Linked DNA regions of Mus musculus: region 2 is linked to region 1. The links are chromatin contacts, called in public Hi-C maps. All regions are on one chromosome and are shown on one strand. Each heading gives the region's core, a stretch centred on a gene start, on an enhancer-like site or on the middle of the called end of the contact. The rest is flanking DNA. Distances are from core to core; before and after follow the strand shown. Region 1 holds the start of 9330151L19Rik (RIKEN cDNA 9330151L19 gene). Region 2 overlaps Nemf (nuclear export mediator factor).

What was found. A called contact is a pair of places that touch in the nucleus more often than the background predicts.
Region 2: a contact with region 1 is called in a Hi-C map of Sertoli cells, with 2.3 times the contacts expected there. The contact joins the enhancer-like site here to the promoter of 9330151L19Rik in region 1. A contact is called at or near these places in 25 of 39 promoter capture datasets (the 3T3-L1 cell line, 3T3-L1-derived adipocytes, the C10 cell line and 17 more), 3 of 15 datasets of contacts at CTCF or cohesin (the NIH/3T3 cell line and large pre-B cells), 40 of 484 Hi-C or Micro-C datasets (the 3T3-L1 cell line, B cells, the C10 cell line and 30 more), 24 of 115 datasets of contacts at active chromatin or transcription factors (the 230-238 cell line, the NIH/3T3 cell line, the SCID.adh cell line and 14 more) and 5 of 9 other capture datasets (adipose tissue, embryonic stem cells, liver and 2 more).

What each region holds. Positions count from the first base shown.
Region 1 is chr12:69,193,300-69,198,849 of GRCm38.p6, forward strand. It overlaps 9330151L19Rik (RIKEN cDNA 9330151L19 gene), which reads left to right and starts at 3,912. Exons shown (of 2, transcript NR_033222.1): 1 at 3,912-4,316; 2 at 4,429-5,550. It overlaps Dnaaf2 (dynein, axonemal assembly factor 2), which reads right to left and starts at 5,130. Exons shown (of 3, transcript NM_027269.4): 1 at 3,193-5,130. The coding sequence starts at 4,986.
Region 2 is chr12:69,317,068-69,322,218 of GRCm38.p6, forward strand. Nemf (nuclear export mediator factor) reads right to left here. Exons shown (of 33, transcript NM_025441.3): 23 at 5,034-5,151; 24 at 3,460-3,502; 25 at 3,306-3,355; 26 at 960-1,113. Among named protein-coding and RNA genes, the nearest start is that of Klhdc2, 23 kb to the left of the region's middle. Within about 2 kb of position 1,549, at least 13 of the 459 cell types and tissues checked have an H3K27ac peak or open chromatin away from gene starts, as enhancers often do. A contact at or near this core is called in Sertoli cells and granulosa cells, where this site is marked.

The sequences.
Region 1 (5,550 bases), core at 2,662-5,161:
TATATATAGTGTCAGAGGTAGCCCAGGGGAGCCTCTGGGTACCTGCTGGTGATCCTTCTGCCTCCACCCCTAAGTGCTGGTGCCTCTTGTTCTGTCTTAGGAATATTCACTGCAAAGGCTATAGTTCAGTCTTCTATTAATTCCTAATGAACCAGCTAAGAAATATACAGAACTAGATCTGTTCAAATAGACCTGCTAAAATTCTTTTTTTTTTTTTTAAAGATTTATTTATTATTATATGTAAGTACACTGTAGCTGTCTTCAGACACACCAGAAGAGGGAGGCAGATCTTGTTACGGATGGTTGTGAGCCACCATGTGGTTGCTGGGATTTGAATTCTGGACCTTCGGAAGAGCAGTCGGGTGCTCTTACCCACTGAGCCATCTCACCAGCCCTTAAAACTGGTCTCTCTCTTTTTTTTTTAAAGATTTATTTATTATATGTAAGTATACTGTAGCTATCTTCAGATACCCTAGAAGAGGGCATCAGATCTCATTACAGATGGTTGTGAGCCACCATGTGGTTGCTGGGATTTGAACTCAGGACCTTCAGAAGAGCAGTCAGTGCTCTTAACCTCTGAGCCATCTCTCCAGCCCCTGTTAAAATTCTTGACTGTAAACTGGATGTAGTGGCACAAACCTCTATTCTCTAGCACCTGGGAAGTAGAGGCAGGAAGATCATAAGTTCAGGGTCACCTTCAGCTACATGGGCTAGCTCAGGCCACCTCAGACCTCTGAAACAAAACGAAGTAAAACACAAAGTTCTTAGCCACAAAAGGGCCAATTACAATATTTAAAAGAAATAAATTCTATTTATTTTTGATTTTTGAAGCAATGTCAGGGTTTAACAAAAATATTTAGTACTGACTCTAGGAACAAGGATAATGGTAAGATAAGGCGCCTCACATCTTTATCAGGATACTCAGGAGGCAGAAGACATGGTTAGCCTCATCTACAACAGAGTTAGTTCCAGGGCAGCCAAGGGTCTAGAGAGACATTCAGGAAAAGAGCGTGAGAACCAAGAGTGGCACTTGGAGAGACACTCTAGAACATGGGTGTGGGCTTTTCAAAGAAGTCACCATATGTTTTATTCCTAAGAATTGAAATACTTTAGTGTATATAGTTATATAGTATAGAGTGAAATATTTTATGTGTATAGAGTTACTTAAACTAGTTTTTAAAAAAATATTTATTTTATTATTATTTTTGAGAATTTCAGAGTTGTATACTGTAATTATATAGTTTCCATCCATCCCTCTTCCTCTTCAATTCCTCCTGTGGACACCCCATTCCTGTAACTTTAATTTTTTAAAAGATTTATTTATTTATTATATATAAGTACACTGTAGCTGTCTTCGGACACACCAGAAGAGGGCATCAGATCTCATTTCAGATGGTTGTGAGCCATCATGTGGTTACTGGGATTTGAACTCAGGACCTCTGGAAGAGCAGTCAGTGCTCTTAACCATTGAGCCATCTCTCCAGCCTAACTAAGTAGTTTTACAACACAAGATTTCTCAACTATTAATAGAGAATTTAAACATCACTATCACCCAAATCCAAACACCATATAATTTGTTTATATTCAGTCAAGTGAGATTTAGCCATTTAACCATATTTAAACTAATTTATAAGATTGGTTCAGTGTTACCTCAAATAAAATTATCTTCTGTGCTTTTATTTAAATAATATTGTAATTACAAAGTAAAGATTATTAGGTGGTCCAAAGAGGGGGGACAAAAATTAGAGATATGTTTCAAGTTATGTTCAATTAAATTAAACAATATTTGAATTTGCAAGAGAACTAATGGATTAGAATAATTTTATATTTAGAGCAATTTGCCTTGCTAACATTTGAGATTCATGGTCTTATATTCATTCATTTATTACCTCTGCTTCATTCTGAAAAAAAGATACACCAAATATTTTGAATTCTCAGGAATTCAAGGAAATATCTATATGGAAATGGTAACTACAGAAAATTCATATTTATCCTAATGACTGATTTTATTATGAGTGGCTGAATTCACTGGCCCTAAAACTTAGTTACTACTTAGGGTGTAAATAAATATGTATTTAGTACTTTTTATGTGTAAAGTGACAATTCTGGCCTTGAAAGCCACGAGTCTCTCTATGACTAGTTTCATAAAAACATATATAGTAATGAAATTACTGTATGTCTCACTACTCCCAATTTTCTTTTTTTTTTAGGACTGTGTCTCACTATAAAACTGGCCTCAAGCTGGGTGTGGTGGCACACGCCTTTAATCCCAGCACTCCGGAGGCAGAGGCAGGCGGATTTCTGAGTTCAAGGCCAGCCTGGTCTACAGTGTGAGTTCCAGGACAGCCAGGACTATACAGAGAAACCCTGTCTCGAAAAACCAAAAAAAAAAAAAAAAAAACTGGCCTCAAACTCATAATCCTCCTGCCTCAGGCTCCTGAACGTTAGGGTGTAACGCTCCTGAACGCATCATTATGTCCGATACTTGGGGCTTGATACAGTATAGTATAAAATAAAAGAACGGGTTTTATGATCCCATTAGCCCCATCACAGGTGATAATAATTAATGGTATAATTATAATAAATCTACTTAAGTCTTCAAATATGCCTTAATCCCACTGTGATTTAGAAAAACATCTAGAAGAAGTGAACTGTTTTGGCAGGCTGGAGCTCAGAGCTCAGGGTTGAACAGTCTACAAAGCTATTGTTGTCTGTGACAACTTGACTTTCTGGGAGGCTGCAGGCCAACACTCTGCCACCGAACTACACCTTAGCCTCTTCACTGTTGCAGTTTACATATAACTTTGATATAAACCTCAAACAAAATTACCAAGTGCCCAATCCACACACACACTTGTTTTTTTGAGACAAGATCTTACTAACTATAGTTATAACCTTTTTCTCAGGAGAGACTGAACCCTCAATTTCTTGCATACATTTCCAGAAGTCTAGAGAGAAGTCACTAAAATCCACTGGTTTTCTAGTCGGTGGACCCCGAGTAAACAGGTGTAATACGGGTCAACCGTGAAGGCTTAAGAGCATCCTTAGGATAGAATACGTGCAATCTTCTCTTTGAGAATGAGCTTAGCCTGCACTGTCATCGTATGAATAGATAGAAAATATTTGTTTATGTGCCTGTAACAAAAAATGTTTAAAGTAAGATAGAGTATTTCAAATAGTGAGAACGGTTACCTCCAAAGACTCCTTGTTCAAGCCACAATACCACTCTCGCCAAAGTCCGTGGCTCTCTGGAGATTTTGCCAGTACTATGACTGCATTATTTAAAGAAACGCTAGTCTCGGGTTCTCTGGTACTCAACTTATTCTCTGGAGCAAACTGCAAAGTGCAGGAATAACCCGAGTCTTGTGTAGAGAAGCACAATTCGTAACCGACGGGGCTTAGATGTCCGTGAAGAGTTTGTGGCAGAATCCCAGGCACTTGGATGAGCAAAGTCAAGGAGTCTTCGTCCTGATTACACTGTAAAGGAGGGCACACGGGTGCGATGCTCTCGGTTCCGGGGTCACCCATGGCTGAGCCCGCGGTGTCGTGGCGGGTCCTCTCCTGCTCCTCATTCGTCTGGACACCGGGGTCTCCGCACAGGGATTCGGTGTCGCCGCCCGGGAAAGCAGAGTAAGGGAGGCTTCGGTCCCCAGGAGAAGTCCCTTTCCCGAGGTCTAGAGGTGCCACCGAGTCCCCTCCGAAGTCCTGCTCCGGTTCGGGAACGAGCTCCCCTTCAGCGTGTGCAGCCCCGGGGTCTGGGGCTCCCACACCGCTCTTCTCCCCGTGGTCAGCTCCGGTTCCATCTGCAGACTCTTCCCGCGCCGCTGCAAAATCGCCCGCGGAAGTGCGGGCTACGTCGTCAGTTCCGGTCTCCTCCGCGGGCTCTTCCGGTGTCGCGGCCGGGGGTTCCTGGCGCGCGTCGGCCAGCGCCACCGGCAGCGTGACCACCAGCTGCCGCCGCGCCTTGTTGTACTGTGCCTTGCCGCGGCCGTCGTCCACCGGGTACGGCAGCGAGAGCCGCAGCCGGTAGTCGGGGTTTCTCGAGTCCAGGCACAGCAGCTTCCCCTTCACCTCCAGCTCCGCCCGCTCGACCGAGCGCAGCAGCGGCAGCTCGATGGTGACCACCAGCTCGTGCGGCACGGTGCTCGGGGCCGCGTCGCGCGAGCAGCGGTAATCCTGGAGGTCTACGTGGTGGCGCTGCACCACGGAGCAGCGCGGCTCCGTGGGCTCTGGGCGCTGCACGGCCTCGGGAGCGGGGGACGCGGGCGAGCGGGCAGTGTTCGCCGCCGCTGCCGCGGGGTAGCGGTATGGATATGGTGGGTCCGGGAAAAGCCCTGGTGGCTCCCCCTCGGGCTGGGCCGGGACGCCCCCGGGTAGGGGCGTGCGGAGCACTGCGGCCTCGGGCATCCCCTTGTACTTGATCTTCAGGGTCTTGGCGTTCCTGCGGTCCAGCCTGACGCCGAACTGCTGCTCCACCGCCTCCAGGGCCGTGGCGTCCAGCATTTCGCGGAAGCGCTCGTGGCTCCGGGCCAGCGCCAGCGCTTCGGGGTGGAAGACCACGTCGTAGACGGTGTAGCGGGCGCCGTTGCGGCCGGCATACTGGCGGCCGGGAGCCAGGCTATAGGGCAGGGACCAGTGGCTGCCAGCTGCCGTGCCGCCGCGCCCCGGGCCGGGCCGGCTGCTAGGTACGCCTACCAGTGAGTTGCTGCACACGTTCACGTAGCAGCGGTGCTCCCCGTCCAGGCTGGTACGCAGCACATGGCCCGGCTCAGGGTGCACGAACCGCACATCCACCCCACGCTCCCGCTCCAGGGCTGTGATCTCCTCCTCGTAGCGCCTCCGGTTCTCGGGGTCCGTGATCTCCGCGGCGTACTCGGAGAACATTCGGCGGAACTCTGGGTCCTGAAAGGCGGAGGTGAACCGCTGCACCTCCTCTCTGCTCAGATCCAAGTCCTCCAGCGCTGAGGAGGCCGCCGCCTTGGCCATGGTGACCCACACGGCCCAATGCCCAGACCCAGTGAAGGATCAGGGTGAATTGAGTGTCTAGGATGCGCTTCAGAGTCTGGCTCATGGAGAACTGACCAGTCCAAGAAGGTAACGGCTGGATTGTCAAGGCCGGGCAGCGCGTGCTTTGTTGCCATAGTAACGCCTGGGAGGAGGGGCAGCGATCTGGTAGAAATGCTAGAAATAGGCTCCACTGTTACTTCAAACCAAGCAGACACTACCTGCTACAGGTTTTAAATTACTGTGTCAGGATACGTGTACTTTGCAGTCTATTGTGGTAACTGTCCTCATCTTCAGCGCTGTGTCTTTATCTTATTAACTGTTTAATTTCACCAACAAGAGAGAAGTTTACTAGCTAATTCACAAACCTAACTTTATCTGACTCTCTTTACTTTGTGGAACCAACGTTAGTAAACCCTTACCATTTTCAGGTATTCCACCTTATAGTTGTCTCCCAGAAACCCTTGGGGGCAAAAGATGACAAAACAAATCCCAGAGATTAATAAGCATCAGAAAGGTGTTCGCTTTTTATAATGTAAATGCAAG
Region 2 (5,151 bases), core at 299-2,798, 120 kb after region 1:
TCACTGCCCACCCACTGTCTGTGAGCCCTCTCCCTTCTTGGGCCCCTGTGCAAGAATAGTAACAGGTATAGTAAATTCTTGAGAGGGTGGAGGGTTGGGACTGAACAGGCTTGTCTAGGTGGCTTCACTTGGTGACCCAGGTTGTTGATGACACACTGGCAGCCCTCCTGCCAGGACATGGATTTTCTGTTTCCTGCTTCCCACCATCTCAAGCAAATAATGCCCCGCCATCGGTCCTGCCGCAGTGAGAACATGAAATCTACTTCACAATGACTGCCTTGTCTAACCTTCAAATCCCAGTCTAGCAACAATGAAGGAGGCATTCTCTACCATCTCAGTGCTAGTTGGTACTTAGGATCTCAGCTATGTTCAGCATCAGGAAGTCTGTATGTGTAGGTGGAAGCCCTTCCCAGATGAACACCTTCATCTGGAACACTCTTACTTTTCCAGCTAATTTTCAGTCACAGAATTGGAAAAAAAAATCCTTGTACATACTCTATTTTACTTAAAAATGATTTTGCCAGGCAGTGGTGGCACATGCCTTTAACCCGAGCACTTGGGAGGCAGAGACGGGCAGATTTCTTAGTTCGAGGTCAGCCTGGTCTACAAAGTGAGTTCCAGGACAGCCAGGGCTATACAGAGAAACCCTGTCTCGAAAAACAAACAAACAAACACACAAACAAATTATTTTATGTCTATGGGTGTTTTGTCTGCACGTGTATCTATGTACCACTTACATGCCTGGTACCACACGGAGACCAGAAAGCATGCTGGATCTCCTGAACTAAAGGTAAGAGTTGCCGGCTGTGGTGTAAGTGCTGGGACTGAAGCCGCGTCCTCTGGAAGAGCAGCCAGCCCGTTCTATTGCACTTTTACACTTTACAAAACCAAGAGGAGCCCCTCAGCTTCGCTTGTGAGCCATACTGAACTAAAAGATCATTTACAAGTTGATTTCTTACCTTCTGTCCTCTTTTCATTGGCTGTCCAGCTGCCACATTTTTGCTTGTGTTTTGGTAAGCTTCAGTGTGCACAGCACTTTCTCTCTCTTTGTCCTTTTCTTCTATCACTTCTAAATCCCCTGACTCACATGGGAGCTTTTTCTTTTTCATTTCTCTACATACAAATCAAGCAGAAATATCAAATTTTAAGAATGTCAAATGTGTCCTAAAAACTGTAAAAGGAAAAGGGAAGATGTAAAGTGTGTGGTAGCCTCTCCTTAGCTTGATAATCACACCAAAGCACTATATATAACGAGGCTTAAATAACCCCAGACTTAAAAATATTATTGGCTTATCCTTCCTCAACTCCACATTCACTTATTCAGCTAACCACCCTGATGTGCAGACACTGGGGTTTGCAGTGTTCTATGAGCAAGGCTCTGCCACATCCTAGGCACTGGTGAATGGGATAAACAAGTGTTTCCAAATACAAACCTGTTAAAGAAGAAGGGTGTACTCTGCTGCCTTGGCATCTGATCTCAGTGCTGCTGTCTCAGCCCAGGCCCTCACTGCCTGCCAGATTTCCTCTGTATCCTTATAACCTCCCTTCCCAGACTTCCCTTAACCTTCTGTTTCCTTATCTAGGTTGAGTTATGCAGCCTGGCAGACAGCTCTGTACAAGGTCACTCTGAGACAAGGCCACTGACCTGAGTCTCTGGACAAAGAGGCAGAGATGGGAAGCCCCACTGAGAAAGGGAGCCCCTCACTGTGTGCAGAGCTCAGACAACCAACCTGCCATGGAGGACTATGACCTAAATTGCAAGGTTCTCCAACACTTAGTCATTCCATGTTCTCTTATTTTTAATTTCCTTCTAACCTAAACAGCTATGATTTTTATAACATATACATAAACTTTCCTTTTCTTTCATCTCAAGTCTATTTATTATTTCACCAAAGCATTTTTTTTAAGATTTATTTATTATATGTAAGTACACTGTAGCTGTCTTCAGACACTCCAGATCTCGTTACGGATGGTTGAGAGCCACCATGTGGTTGCTGGGATTTGAACTCCGGACCTTCAGAAGAGCAGTCGGGTGCTCTTACCCACTGAGCCATCTCACCAGCCCCAAAGCATTTTTTTTTACATCCAAACTTTTTTGTCCTCGTTGTAATGCTAATTCTCCTTGGAGTCTTTTACCCTCATGTACCTAACTGCTAAAATATCTAAGGTATATTTCTTATGTGTGTACATGAAGAGCCCAGAGGAAGATGTTGTGTGTTTTGTTCTATTAAACTCTATCTTATCCTGAGATAGGATCACCCACTGAACAAAGTTTGCCAAGTCTTTTTGGTTTCTGACTGGGCTGGCTGGCCAGCAAAAACAAAGAATCCTGTTTTTCCTCCCAGTGCTGAGACAACAGCTAGCTCACTGCGTGCTCAGCTTTGTGTGGGTACCGGGGCTCTGCACTCAGGGTCCCGTGCTCACATAACAAATACTGTACCTAGCCGTTGGTCCCCAGGCTTAGGTTTTATACAAAAATGTCCTGATTAATTTCAATTTATTTATTCTTATTAATATCTTAGAATTAAAGGGGGAGAAAAGAAAACGGCAAGAGCATGTAAAAGGGAAAGGGGAAATAAGACCAAGGAGGCTGGAGAGATGGCTCAGCAGTTAAGAGCATCAACTGCTCTTCCAGAAGACGCAGGTTCAATTCCCAGCACCCATCTGATGTTTCCCAACTGTCTGTCTATAACTCCAACCCAGGGGATGTGACACCTCACACAGACAAATGTGCAGGTGACACACCAATGCACAGAAAATAAAATTCATTCATTTTCACAACCACTATAAATGAATAATTGAATTTTTTTTTTTTTACAAAATCAGTGTTATGGCCAGGCGGTGGTGGCACATGCCTTTGATCCCAGCACTTGGGAGGCAGAGACAGGTGGATTTCTGAGTTCTAGGCCAGCCTGGTCTACAGAGTGAGTTCCAGGACAGCCAAGGCTATACAGAGAAACCCTGTCTCGAAAAACCAAAAAAAAAAAAAAAAAAAAAAAAAAAAAAAGATTAAGTTATTTTATATATATGAGTACACTGTAGATGTCTTCAAACATACCAGAAGAGGGCATCAGATATCATTACATTTATTATTTATTATTCTGTGTTTATGATGTGTGAACACATGCTATTTGGTACACACGTGGAGGTCAGAGGACAACCTTCAGGAGTCCGTTCTCTAATGCTATAGGAGCTGGGAGTGAACCTGGGCTAGCGGGCTGGTACAGCAAGCATTTTTACCACGGAGTCATCCCACCACCCAGCTGTGGGTTTTAAGCCAGGACTAGGTGATGTAACACATTTACCTTCTCTCCTTGGCTGACAAATGTCTTCGGCCCTGTGATTTACTGTCATTCTATTAAAACAAAAGCAAGGAACCATGAGAATACTATTACATTTCAAAAGAAAATATTCAGAAGAACATTAAAAAAAAAAAGCATAACTTCAAGTATAGCTTACTGAGTTCAAAGACTCTTCTCTTGGAGCCAGTTTCTGTAGAGGCCTATGAAAACAAAAGATTTACTAACCTATTAAAGCCATTCAGTTGCAAAGTCATAATGTAATCCTCTATCTTACTTATAATCCTACAAATCTTCAAATTTGGCAAAATACAACCGAAGCACCTTCCCGTACTTGTATATACACTCTTCAGAAGAGTGCTAAGTCTTTTCTTTTGGAGACCAGCTGTCCTTAAACCCCCTATATAACTGGGATGACCCTGAACGCCTGCTCTTCATATCAGCACCACACACACTTGCAGAGCTGAAATCTCTGTGCCAGATACTGCTAGATGCTATGCACTGATATCTCCACCAAATTCCTGTGAAGGGAAATCCATTTTCTAAGATAGAAATCAATGCTTAAACACAGAGGAGCTTGGCTAAGGAGATACCCTCAGACTTTCTACATATCCAGTTCCAGGCTAGCCAGAGCTAGACAGTGAAATCTTGTCTCAAATAACAACAAAAACCAAACAAGAACAACGTTCTATTCACTTGGTGGTAAGACAATGAAGACTAAAACATCAACTTTTTTTGTTGTTTAAAATGAGACTGTTGTTAAAACTATTTTCTTTTTGTTGAATTCTGATTTTTTGGGTTTTTTTTTGTTTTGTTTTGTTTTGTTTTGTTTTTTCCTCTTGTTTGACTGTCCTGGAACTCTGTAGACTAGACTGGCCTCAAGCTCAGAGATCCACCTTCCTCTACTGGAATTGAAGGTATGAGCCACTACACCCAGCTTTGAAACTGGTATTTATGTATATATGTGTCATGTGGGTATGTGCACTTGAGTGAAGGTAGGCCAGAAGACAGCACTGATTTCCTGGGGATGCACTTACATGTGGTTGTACATGGCACAATATGGGTGCTGGGAACCAAACTCAGGTTCCCTATGAAAGCAATATGCTTTCTTTTGAGCCTCTTCCCTAGCCCCATTGCAGTATTTTCAAATAAGTATATTTCAGTGGGTTCTTCTTTCCCATTATCTCCTGAGTTCCCCTGGTAACCTCACTGTAGTCTCCTTCCCTCTTTCATGCTGTGTGTCCATCTGCACCATCTATTTTACCCTATCTTGGTCGGTCTTCCTTTCTAGAGTTTTAGGCTTTTTGCTACACACCCATTTCTATACACATTAGAAGTTAGGTTTTTGTTTTTCTGAGTTTGGATCACTTTCCTTAATTTTTTATTTTCCTGAAAACTTTATTAATTTGTTTCTGCAAGGCTGAGGTTTAAACACGGCTTTTAAGCACGCAAAGCAAACTCTCTACCACCGAGCCACATGCGCAGAGCCTGCTGTTTCCAGTCTGACCTAGTTGGGCTAGTACGTAATTCTCTCCTTTGGTCCTAGGAAGTTCTAGCAGGATACCAATCAAATGCTGAAAAAGCAAGACCTCAAAGGAGGGTGCAAGTCCCAGACTAGCCCCGAGGAACACAGGAAGTGTGAGTGAATGTCAATCTCGGTGCACTGTTTTATATGGATTGCCTCAATGTCATCTTCAGTCTACAAGTAAAACTAAAAATTCTTTTGAAGTTTACCGTTGGGACTGAAGATGGGACAAGTCAATGGTAGTATCAGGATATTCAAAGGTGTCTTCCTCTTCTTCCTTCATTTCACCAATGGGCTCCTGATCTTTTGTAACTGCTTTGGCTTCTC